Linked DNA regions of Macaca mulatta: all the other regions are linked to region 3. Evidence: chromatin contacts called from public Hi-C data. All regions are on one chromosome and are shown on one strand. The core of a region is the stretch at or near the end of the contact, and the rest is flanking DNA. Distances in the headings are between cores, read along the strand shown.

Region 1 (3,823 bases), core at 404-2,903, 71 kb after region 3:
GAAAAAAAGCCAGTCATGACAAGCAGATATAATCCGTTTAAGGACTACGGGAAGTGTGCATCCTTGTATGGACGTCCCATTGGAAACCCTATGGAATCGAACTCCTGTAAACTTTCCTCTTGCAAGATAACTTTGGTTTTGTTTTTTGTTGTTTTTGAGATGGAGTCTCGCTCTGTCCCCCAGGCTGGAGTGCGGTGGCGCGATCTTGGCTCACTGCAAGCTCCTCCTTCCGGGTCACGCCATTCTCCTGCCTCAGCCTCCCAAGTAGCTGGGACTACAGGCGCCCGACACCACGCCTGGCTAATTTTTTGTATTTTTAGGAGAGACGGGGGTTTCACCGTGTTAGCCAGGATGGTCTCGATCTCCTGACCTCGTGATCCGCCCGCCTCAGCCTCCCAAAGTGCTGGGATTACAGGCGTGAGCCACCGCACCCGGCCAAGATAACTTTGTTTAGTAACTGAAATTAATTGATAATCAAAATGTGGCTTATTCATGGCAGTTAAAAAAAAATCCCAACCAAATCCTTCCTAGTCTCAATTTTGTCACCATGACATACACAGAAAAAAATAAAAAATATTTCTATGTAAAAAGTCGCAGGGTGCCCTTGCTTTACCAAACTGGCCTCATTATAAGGTCTGAATGGATTTCTAAAAACTATGCACATAATCTGATCAGGGCTAACTTCAAAACAAATAACTTCCCTTTTGACCAACACCAGAACAACAGAAGCTTCTGACGGCTCAGCTTGGCCGGGACGTTTCCACAGCGGTGCCCGGGTCTGCCAGGGCCACCCGGAATACGAAGGCGCAGAAGGGAGCCCGAGGGGCTGCGATTCTCTTAGCAATGAAGACCGTGTGGGTCACACAACGGGACAAAAGAAGAAACAAAACTGACTGCGAGCTCATTTGGGTGTAGGAAAACCACTGCAGTCGAAAAACATTTGAAATTATGGTTCGCAAGGCAAGTTATGTTTTTATTCATTCAATGTGAACGGTCATCCCCAGAACCACGTACAATAACCTGCCTCGGGGCGCGTCGCAAGGACCCATCTGGGCTGAGACATGAAGCAGGGCCCGGGTGGCCCTTCCTGGAGGTGGAACGGGAATGACACATCCAGAGAAGTCCCAGGGACCGGGCTCGCGGGGCAACTCGACGTGGCCGGCACAGCGCGCTCCCGGCGGACCCGGGCGGCGCCCCGAGCCCCGTCCCGTCCGCCCCGTCCGCCCGGAAGCAGCGGCGCGGGCACGTGGGCCAGGCCGGGCGCCGACCCCGGGCACTCGGCCGCTCAGTCGGCGCCGCCCCCGCGCCAGCTGTCAGGGCCGGGGTCCGCGCGGGGGCGGGTCCGGGGCGGCGCCAGGCGGGGACCCCGAGGCCACGGAGCCGCGCCCCCGCCCGCCTGGCCCCGGCCCCGGCCCGGCGCGGCGCAGACAATGGCGCGGCCCGGCCCGGCCCCGGCGCGGTCCGCGGGGGACGGGGCTCGCGGCGGGCGGCGGGGCGGCGGCGCCCGCGCACTCACCTCGGCCCGGCCTCTGGGGCGGCTCCCGGCCGGCTGCGGACGACGGCGGCGCGGGCGGACGCTCCATTCATTACCGCGGCTTTGTCTGCCCCCGCGCCCCTCCCGCGGCCCCGCCGCCCGCCGCCCGCGACGCCGCCGGACGCTGCGCCCCTCCCAGGGCCCCGCGCGGCGCGGGGCGGGGCTGGCCGGGGGCGGGGCCGACTTGGGGGCGGGGTCTACGCGCGCAGGCGCAATGTCCGCGTACCCGCCCCGCCTCGTCCCTGGCCGGGTGGGAGGACGAAGCGGCTGGGGGCACTGCCGCTGGGGCGGGGCCGGGCGGAAGACGCAGACACAGTGCGCGCTGCGGCTCCGCCTCGGGGTCTGGGTGGGCAAACTACGCAGGCGCAGTGCGAGCTCTGGCGCGGGGGGGCGACGGGCAGGGCCCAGGCGCCTTGGCGGGGCGGGGTGCGGCCGCCGCGGTTTGTTCCCGTGGCTTGGCCGTTGGCGGCGGCTCGGCGCGCACTCAACGGCCCACCGCGGGTTTCCGGGATGGCCGGCAACGCGGGTCCCGGTCCCGCCCCGAATCCCCTTACCTGGCGCGGAGGCCGCTCAGTGCGGTGCGGTTGGGCCCCGTGGGCTGAGACCTAAGCCCTTGAGCCTAAGGCGATCGGGCTCCCGGCGCGGCCCCCCGGGGGCGGGATTAACGCCTAAGCCCCGAGCCGGGTCGGCGGGAGGAGGGCGGCCCTCTGGGCGGGCGCGGGACCGGGACTGGCGGTGCGGAGCGCGCGGGACTCGTCCGCTCTCAGGGTCTGAAGAAAATGTGTACTTTTAATGTGTTATTTCCTAACACAAATGTCTGAGCCGACCAAATAAACTCTGCAGGCTGAATGTGGCCCCGAGGTCCTCCGTTGGTGACACGGCTTTCGGCGTTTTCTCGGCCTGAGTGTGAGAGTGAGACGAGCCCGCGTGGCGGTCACCGGCTAGAGCGGGAGCGTGGAGTTAGCCCGGCCGCCTCTGCCCGGAGCCTGCCCCTGCCCGGGATGTCCCCCTTCACCCACACGCCGACTGTTCCAAAGTCCATGTCCAGCCTGCAGCCGGGTTCTGTATGGTGCCTGAGCTAAGAATGCTTTTCTCGTTTTTAAGAAGTTGGGGGAGAATTAAAACAGTATTTCAGGATATATGAAAAGTATATGAAATTCAAATATCGGCCGGGCACAGTGGCTTACGCCTGTCATCCCAGCACTTTGGGAGGCCGATGCGGGTGTATCACCTGAGATCAGGAGTTCGAGACCAGCCTGGCCAACATGGAGAAACCCTGTCTCTACTGAAAATTAAAAAAATAATAATAATTAGCCAGACGTGGTGGTGGGCGCCTGTAATCGCAGATACTCGGGAGGCTGAGGCAGAAGAATTACTTGAACCCAGGAGGCAGAGGTTGCAGTGAGCCGAGATTGCGCCATTGCACTCCAGTCTGGGTGACAGCCAGACTCCGTCTCAAAAAAATAAAATAAAATAAAATGTCAGCTTCCTAAGGAGTTCAATTGGAACACCGCCATGCCTGTTCATATAGTTAAAAGGTAAACTGCTTTTACCTTCCACCATAGCTGAGGAACTGAGACAGGGCACTGACACCCAAAAGGGGCTCCCTGTTTCTTTTTGTTTTTGTTTTTGTTTTTGTTTTTTTGAGACGGAGTCTTGCTCTGCCGCCCAGGTTGGAGTACAGTGGCCGGATCTCAGCTCACTGCAAGCTCCGCCTCCCAGGTTTATGCCATTCTCCTGCCTCAGTCTCCCGAGTAGCTGGGACTACAGGCGCCCGCCACCTCGCCCGGCTAGTTTTTTGTATTTTTAGTAGAGACGGGGTTTCACCGTGTTAGCCAGGATGGTCTCGATCTCCTGACCTCGTGATCCGCCCGTCTCGGCCTCCCAAAGTGCTGGGATTACAGGCTTGAGCCACCGCGCCCGGCCTTCTTTTTGTTTTTTTTTTTTTTACTTTTTCTTTCTTTTTTTTTTTTTTTCTGAGACGGAGTCTTGCTCTGTCCCCAGGTTGGAGTGCAATGGGGCAATCTTGGCTCACTGCAACCTCCGCCTCCCGGGTTCAAGCGATTGTCCTGCCTCAGCCTCCCGAGTAGCTGGGACTACAGGCGTGCACCACCACGCCCAACTAATTTGTGTATTTTTAGTAGAGATGGAGCTTCACCATGTTGGCCAGGATGGTCTCCATCTCCTGACCTCGTGATCCGCTTGCCTCGGCCTCCCCCAAAGCGCTGGGATTACAGGCGTGAGCCACTGTGCCTGGCCCGGGGATCATCCCTGTTTCATTCAGAGTGG
Region 2 (3,652 bases), core at 1,066-3,565, 98 kb after region 3:
TGTGTGTGTATTTTTAGTAGAGATGGGGTTTCTCCATGTTGATCAGGCTGGTCTTGAACTCCCGACTCAGGTGATCTGCCTGCTTTGGCCTCCCAAAGTACTGGGATTACAGGTGTGACCCACCATGCCCAGCTAAAATTTTTAACCTTTTTTTCTATTGATTCTAAAATCCTCAAACCAAACAATACAAGAGCTTTCGTGCACTTTCACTTCCTTCTGCGCCCGGCCTTGCCATGTGTCATGTTGAGCTCATCTGGGATTTCTCTCCGGTTGATTTTAACAGACCAGACTGATTTATTTGCTAGCATCCACGTCTTACTCTTGAGTCCACTTTTCACTTTGTTAAGGTATTTCTTCTAGTACTTTTAGAGACTGCGTGTGTGGTAAACATGGATGTTTACAAGCCGTGAAGACACCTTTATTTTGCTGTCTCACTGGAACGCTAGTTTCACTGTGTATGAGTTATGGTTCAATTCTCTTAGTATTTTGGCAACCCCTCCTCTGTAGGATCAGTCTGAACTCTAAAAAAGATCCTTTCTCTCTCTCCGAAGGCCTTCCTGAGTCTCCCTCTGACACGCCTACATTCGAGGCTTTGTTCTTCTCTCCTCTGAGCATCACCTCTATTGTCTGAGAAGTCACTGTCCCCGTCTCTCTCCTGTTCTGTGAAGGGTTTTGTGTCTTTTCATCTTCTCTTTCATGAGACTGTGTCTTACTTTCACTCTGCGTTGTGGAGAACCTCCAGCTTGTTTCCATCTGGCTTCCCTGAGGTGGAGGAGAGAAGGGTTCCGGCTCAGCTTGCTTGTTTGGCCACAGGTAAACAGACATCAGTAGAATGGAGGTGACACGAAGTTCCTGGGTCTCGTGCAGAAGAGGTCAGGGCCCCAGTGGCCTGCACCCTCTCGGCTCAAGGGTGTGTCTGCAGGGAGTCCTAGATCAGGACTGACCACTAGGGACCTTGGCTGCGGTCCTACCTGCCCTCAAGTCTTCACATCACAACCCACGCACGGTGCCATGGGCATGAGGGCTGGCCAGGAAAAGGCCTGTGGGGCTTTGCCCCATCAGGGACACCTGGGTGAACAAAGCCACCCCACTCCCAATAAGGTGTTTGATGCAGTGCCCTGAGCAGTGGGGCCGCTCCGCTGCCCCATGGGGAAGGTCTGTCCCAGGGTGGACAGCTGCTCCTCCCGAGGGGCCTGCCTAGATGCCACAGGCTGGGCTGCTGGAACCCAGGGATTCCACAGCACCATCGTCCTGATCACAGATTCTCAAGGAAACCAAGGAGCTCCTGCCTCACCTTAAAACATTTTGGGACTTAATCTTGGAGTGAAAATTGTTATGACCCCACTGAATTTTAGAGTTTACACAAAAGGCCAAAGCGAAGGCAGAGACTCAGGCCTCTCAACTCGCGCCCGCAGGGGCCTTTTCTTGCAACCTCAAAGGGCATCTGCTTCACGCCGGACTGGGCAGGGCCCTCACACTGGCAGGACTACTTGCACACCTGGCCTGACACTCACTAGGGGAGGCTCCCCAGCCCGGCTGCACCACCTTCCCCTACTTAGTCGGGTGCCCCGGCCAGTGCCCCTTCCACTTCCACCCAGTGGGCCCACAGGGTCCCCTCTGCCCACTTAGGGCCCTCCGGAGACTCTGGGGCCAATCGCCCCCTGCCTCAGGGCCCCCCACTCCTGGGCCAATCGCCCTGCCTCAGGGCCATCCATTCCTGGCCGGTCCCCCCTGTCAGGGCCCCGGACTCCCGGCTGCTCCCCCCTCCGCCCTCGAGGGCCCCCCCACTCCAGGGCCAATGCCCTTCTGCCTCAGGGACCCCCACTCCCGGCCGGTACCCCCACCTCTGGGTCCCCCACTCCCGGCCGGTCCCCCGGCCTCAGGGTCCCCCATTCCCGGACGGTGGTACCCCCTGCCTCAGGGTCCCCCACTCCCGGGCCATCCCCCCGCCTCAGCGACCCCACCCCGGGCCAATGCCCTTCTGCCTCAGGGCCCCCGACTCCCGGCTGCTCCCCAACTGCCTCGGGTCCCCCACTCCTAGGCCTGTCCCCCTGCCTCAGGGCCCCTCATTCTCCATCCTCCTGACCTCCTCAGGGACCCTCTGGCCCGGTCCTCCCTAACTCAAGGGCCCCCACTCTCCATCCTCCCGACCCCCCACTCCCAGCCCGGTCCCTGCCGCCTCAGGGTCCCCACTTGGCCCCAGCTCCTCGCGACGCCCCCTCCCCCGCGCGCCGCTGAGGCGGCGGAGTCCGCGCGTCATGGCGGCGGCGGGCGGGGCGCGTCTCGCACGCAGCGCGCCGGGCGGAGCGCTCGCCGCATTGTTTGCTTCGCTGGGGAGCGAGCGAGCGACCCGGCCCTGGCGTCCGAGCCAGCCCCGCGTCCCGCGCCCGCCGCCCGCCGCCCGCGCCCGCCGGCCGGGCCCCCCGAGCCGGGCCTCCAGCCGGGCCCCGAGCCCGCGCCGCGCGAGCCGCCGCCCGAGAGTCCGCGGCCGCCGCTGCCGGGCCCGGAGCCGCCGCGGCCGAGAGGAGCCCGCGCCCAGGAGCGGCGGCGGGGCCCGGCCTGCGCGGCCGTTGGCGGAGGAGCCGCGGGCGCCATTAGCGCCGCCTCGGCCGCGCCGGCCCCCGCGCCCGCCCGCTTGCCGGGCTCCCGCGGCCGCGGCGCCCCGAAGGTGAGTGGGCGGAGGCCTGGCCGTGGAGGCCTCTCCGCCGCCTCGCGGGCCGCCCGGGCCTCCCGGGCCGCCGCCGCCGCCGCCTCCGCCTCGGCCCGGCCTCTCGGGGTTGTGGTGCCGACGCCATGTTTGGCGGCGGCGGCGGCGGCGGCTCCGCATTGTCCGCGGACCGGGAGCCCGGGATGCCGGGGAGGCCGGGCGGGGAGACCGGGGAGTTCGGGCCGGTCGGCCGGGGAGACAGGCAGGGAGCCTGGGAGGCCGGGCGGGGAGACCGGGGAGGTCAGGCCGGGGAGTCGAGGGAGGCCGAGTCGGGCTATGGGTCTCGGCGGCCTGGGCCGCGGCGCCCGCCCGGAGTCCGCGCTCGAGTCGGGTCGGGCCTCGGGCAGCCGCCGAGCCGGCCGGGCCGCCCCTTATGTAACAGACAGGCCGGCCGAGCTCTGCCCAGACGGGAACTCCCTGTGAGCAGGGACGCGCCCCGAGATCGCCCAGGAGCCGCGCGGCCTGCGGCGGCCGGGCTGGAGAACCGGCGCCGCCGCCTCCCCGGGCGTTTGCAGGGAGACGCCTCGCGACGAACGCGAGGCTTCCCCGGGCCTTTTAAACGAGTGACACGATTGAAGCGCAGTTCACGGGAAACACGGCTGTTGTGAGCGGACGCGGGAGTTCTGAGAATCCTCAGCAGCAGGAGCCCCTGCCCCGCGGGGTGCGGGCCCGTCCCCCAGAAAGCGCGGCCGTCCGGGTCTGTTTTTGAGGGTCGGTCGCCAGGTGGTTGTGTAGTTAGTGGAATCGGCGGAGGTTTTTGTTTGCCTGGCCCAGCGCCGTCCCGAGTGCCGTGTGCTTCACACAACTTCGCACAGCTCAGCGGCCGCGGCTCCCGTGGCCTTTAGGGAGCGGCCCGGCGCGTGGTCGGCTTCTCCCTGGGCGGGCGGTGGGAAGAGGGAAGCGGCCGTCTTGTGGGCAGCAGCCTTCCCTGCTTTTGGCCCGCAG
Region 3 (3,719 bases), core at 983-3,482:
CTGAAACTTCTGCTACCTGATCCTGCTTGACCACGTGATTGCCTTTTATAAACGTTAAACCGTGGCTTCAGTTTCTGCACACTTCTTCACAGAAGAGCCCTGTCCTGCAGCACCCATTAAGGCTCAAGGCCGTGCACCCAGCCTGATAGACACCTACTGCCCTGGGCTCTCTGCAATGGCAGCCACAGAAGCCGTGGTGTGGTCCCCTCTGTGCACACAGGGAGAAGCCCCTGGACAGGTCAGTCAGGACAGACTCTCAGGTGAGTGGACTCAGCTGTGAACAACCTGAGTCAGTGAACCCGAGTTAACAGCACAGCTGGGATGACATACTCAGTTTTACACTAAAGCGTGAGGTGAGTGGTGAGGCTGCAGCGGGAGGGTGCGAAGTGCTCCAAGTTGGGTTGGGGATGGGGGAGGCAGCCGTCCGGCAGGGTCCCAGACCCTACAGAAAGCTGAGGTCCCCCAGGTCCCCTCTGTGCTTTCATCCCCCAAGAATTGTGAGACGAAGAGGGGAAGTGACGTAGGAGATGGGATTTCCCTAAGCAGAAACGCACCGAGACAGTCAGGACCGTAGGTTCCTGGAGAGCAGCACAGTTTCAGCGTCTTCACACAAAACCACTCGAATAAGTCAGGATACTCGTTCTTCCTGAGGATGGAGGAAAACATTCACTGAATCCCACCAGACACAGCTCTTTAAAACAAACATGCAGCTGAACATAACATAGGCTCTAGAGTATTCCAAGATCCAGGAAACAAGAGTCTAGGTGTGGACAGAGTCTTCTCGTTAATTTCCCGGTTTTGATCACTGACCCTGGTGATAAAAAACAGTAATGCAGGGGTAAGGTGGGTGCGAGGCAGGTGGGAGCTCCATACTGTTCCCGTATCTTTCTAAGTCTGAGGTTATTTCAAATTCTAAGTTGGAAAATAAAAAGTATCTTCTAAGAGGTTTTAAGGCACTCACAGCTGCAGCCACCAGGCCTCCAGGTGTTCCTCCTGTGCCTCCAGCATCTGGTTGCATTCGAAGTCGCTGCTCTCGCACAGCCCCTCCAGAATCTCCAGCAGGCGAATCTCGCTGAAACACAGGCCCACGCGGGCCCACGGTCAGCGCCACAAGCCAGTGAAGAAAAATCCGAACCAACACACCAGCCCGGGTGCAGGGGAGGGGGCCGGGATTCCAGGCAGAGAGAGTAAGGGGACCCCACTGTCAGGGGGCCAGGAGCGGTTCACACAAGTGGGGCTGGTGTTCCAGTTTACGTTTTAAAAAGCCACTGTCTGTTGAGGGGGTAGGGACCAGAGCAGAAGCTGGAAGGCCAGAGAGGATCCAGCCATTAGTCCTCAGGCAGAAGCCAAGGCAACTCAGAGAGGTGACTGGTGCCTCGGGGGCTGTTCTGTCTCCCTGTTATTAACACAGGCACCAAAGGCAGGACACGGCTTCCCAGGACAGGGTCAGGCCAAGACCCACAGGGCTGCTCCAGAGCGCCCACCTGGACTCATACTTGGACAGCGTCTTTTCCTCCCAAGCCGTGTTCCCGCCGCCAAAGTTCTTCTTTGCGGTGTCCACCAACCCCTGCGAGGAGACAGTGCCCATAGGGCTTGGTACCACCTGACCCCCCGCCCAGGGTGAGGGCGACCCCAGGTCGAGGGTGAGGGGACCCCAGGCCCACGGTGGGGTCAACCCTGGGTCCACGGCGGGGGTGGATCCTGGGTCGAGGGTGAGGGGGACTCCAGGACTACGGAGTGGCGACTCTGGATCGACGGTGGGGGGACCCCAGGCCCACGGTGGGGGCGACCCCGGATCCAGGGTGAGGGGGGCCCCAGGTCTAGGGTGAGGGGGACTTCGAATCCAGGGTGAGGGCGACCCTGGCTCCAGGGTGAGGGGGACCCCGGGCCCAAGGTGGGGCAACCCCGGATCCAGGGTGAGGTGGACCCCGGGCCCACGGTGGACGACCCCGCCCGGCCCCTGCCCACCTGGTTAAACTTGTCCACCAGCCCCCGGCACCGCTGGCAGGGCGTCGGCTTCTTGGCGGCCTCCGGCGCGGGCAGCAGCAGCAGCAGAAGCGACAAGAGCCCCAGCGCGGCCCGGCGAGGCAGGCGCATGGCGGGTAGCACTGCGGGCAGACGCAGCCGGAGCTCCAGGTCCTGCGGCCGCGCGGCTCCGGCCTCTCGGCCGCCCACCCGCTCCCAGCCGCGCCGGCCGGTCCCCCTGGCTACTTGACGGTGCCGGCGAGGCCCCGCCCCGCTCGCCAGCCCCGAGCCGCTATTGGTCGATGGGACCCGCCCCGGCCTGATGTGGACCAATCCGAGCTCGCCACGAGAGGCAACCAATGGGAAGGCCCCGGGTCAGCGTCCGCGGGGAAGCCGGGGGCGGGGCGTGCATGTCCAACCCCGCCTCCCGCGCCCCGCCCCTTGCGCGCAGCCCGCGGCGGCCATGTTTACTCAGGGCACAGAGGGTCCTCGCGGCCGCAGCTGCCAGGGTTGCGGTGGCCGCTTTAGATTCGGGCAAAGGCTTCGCTCTGTTCTGTTTCCGCCGTCCCGCTTCCTGCCGAGGCCGGCCTAGGCAGCCGCGTTCCGAAGGACGCCGCCGGGAGCTGCGGAGGTCAGTGCGCGCTGCCGCGACCGGGGCCCTCAGGCGGGCGCGCGGCGAGACCAGGGAGGAGGCGGGCGGGGGCGCGACCCGAGCTGGCGCTGGCGTTGGATTCCTGAGACCTCACCGCGTATGTCCACGCGTCACAGCCCGGTGCTCCTGGGGCTGCACCCCTCACTTGGGGCCGGGCTCCTCACCTGGGGCCGGACCTGTCACCCGGGGGCTGGACCCCTCACCTGAGGCCGGGCTCCTCACCTGGGGCTGGACCTGTTACCTGGGGGCCGGGCCTCTCACCTGGAGCTGGACTTGTCACCTGGGGGCTGGACCCCTCACCTGGGACTGGGCTCCCCACCTGGGGCCGGACCTCTCACCTGGGGCTGGACCCCTCACCTGGGGTCGGGCTCCCCACCTGGGGCTGGACCTCTCACCCGGAGGCTGGACCTCTCACCTGAGGCTGGACCCCTCACCTGGGGTCGGGCTCCCCACCTGGGGCTGGACCTCTCACCCGGGGGTCGGACCTCTCACCCGGAGGCTGGACCTCTCACCTGGGGCTGGACCCCTCACCTGGGGTCGGGCTCCCCACCTGGGGCTGGACCTCTCACCCGGAGGCTGGACCTCTCACCTGGGGCTGGACCTCCCACCTGGGGGATGGGTTTTTCACCTGGGGGCTGGACTTTCCACCTGGGGCTGGGGTCCACTCAGTGTCTTTGGGGGCTGGGGATCTGCATTTCTACAGGCGCTTGAGGTGATGAACACTCGCTAATGTTCAGGAACCCCTGGTTTAAATTAGGGGAAATGTGCAGTGTCTGGATTTCACAGAACTTCTGTCTGGAAGGAAGGAGTGCAGATAACATGGCTTTTTCTGGTCTTTGATGGGCAGCAGCTGTGATTTGCATCAGATCATTTGTGTTTCCTGCTGAGAGGCTAATGATTATTATTAGTAATAGTAACATCTGGGCCAGGCGCAGTGGCTCATGCCTGTAATCCCAGCAATTTGGGAGGCTAAGGTGGCCGGATCACCTGAGGTTAGGAGTTCGAGACCAGCCTGGCCAATGTGGTGAAACCCTGTCTCTACTAAAAAAATACAAAAATTAGCCAGGCGTGGTGGCACATGCCTGTAATCCCAGCTACTCTG

Evidence for each region. Hi-C and Micro-C count contacts between places; a contact is called where the count stands out from the background.
Region 1: a Hi-C map of cortical neurons shows a contact between it and region 3, with 4 times the contacts expected there. The contact joins the promoter of ZBED4 here to the promoter of CRELD2 in region 3. A contact is called at or near these places in 2 of 14 Hi-C or Micro-C datasets (cortical neurons and liver).
Region 2: a contact with region 3 is called in a Hi-C map of liver, with 2.7 times the contacts expected there. The contact joins the promoter of BRD1 here to the promoter of CRELD2 in region 3. A contact is called at or near these places in 2 of 14 Hi-C or Micro-C datasets (fetal cortex germinal zone and liver).

The regions. Positions count from the first base shown.
Region 1 is chr10:1,591,977-1,595,799 of T2T-MMU8v2.0, forward strand. ZBED4 (zinc finger BED-type containing 4) reads right to left here and starts at 1,654. Exons shown (of 2, transcript NM_001261128.1): 1 at 1,517-1,654.
Region 2 is chr10:1,618,322-1,621,973 of T2T-MMU8v2.0, forward strand. BRD1 (bromodomain containing 1) reads left to right here and starts at 2,316. Exons shown (of 14, transcript XR_003719806.2): 1 at 2,316-2,668.
Region 3 is chr10:1,520,878-1,524,596 of T2T-MMU8v2.0, forward strand. CRELD2 (cysteine rich with EGF like domains 2) reads right to left here and starts at 2,233. Exons shown (of 10, transcript XM_077949283.1): 1 at 1,969-2,233; 2 at 1,485-1,567; 3 at 962-1,072; 4 at 555-646. The coding sequence starts at 2,097. It overlaps ALG12 (ALG12 alpha-1,6-mannosyltransferase), which reads left to right and starts at 2,435. Exons shown (of 11, transcript XM_077949282.1): 1 at 2,435-2,596.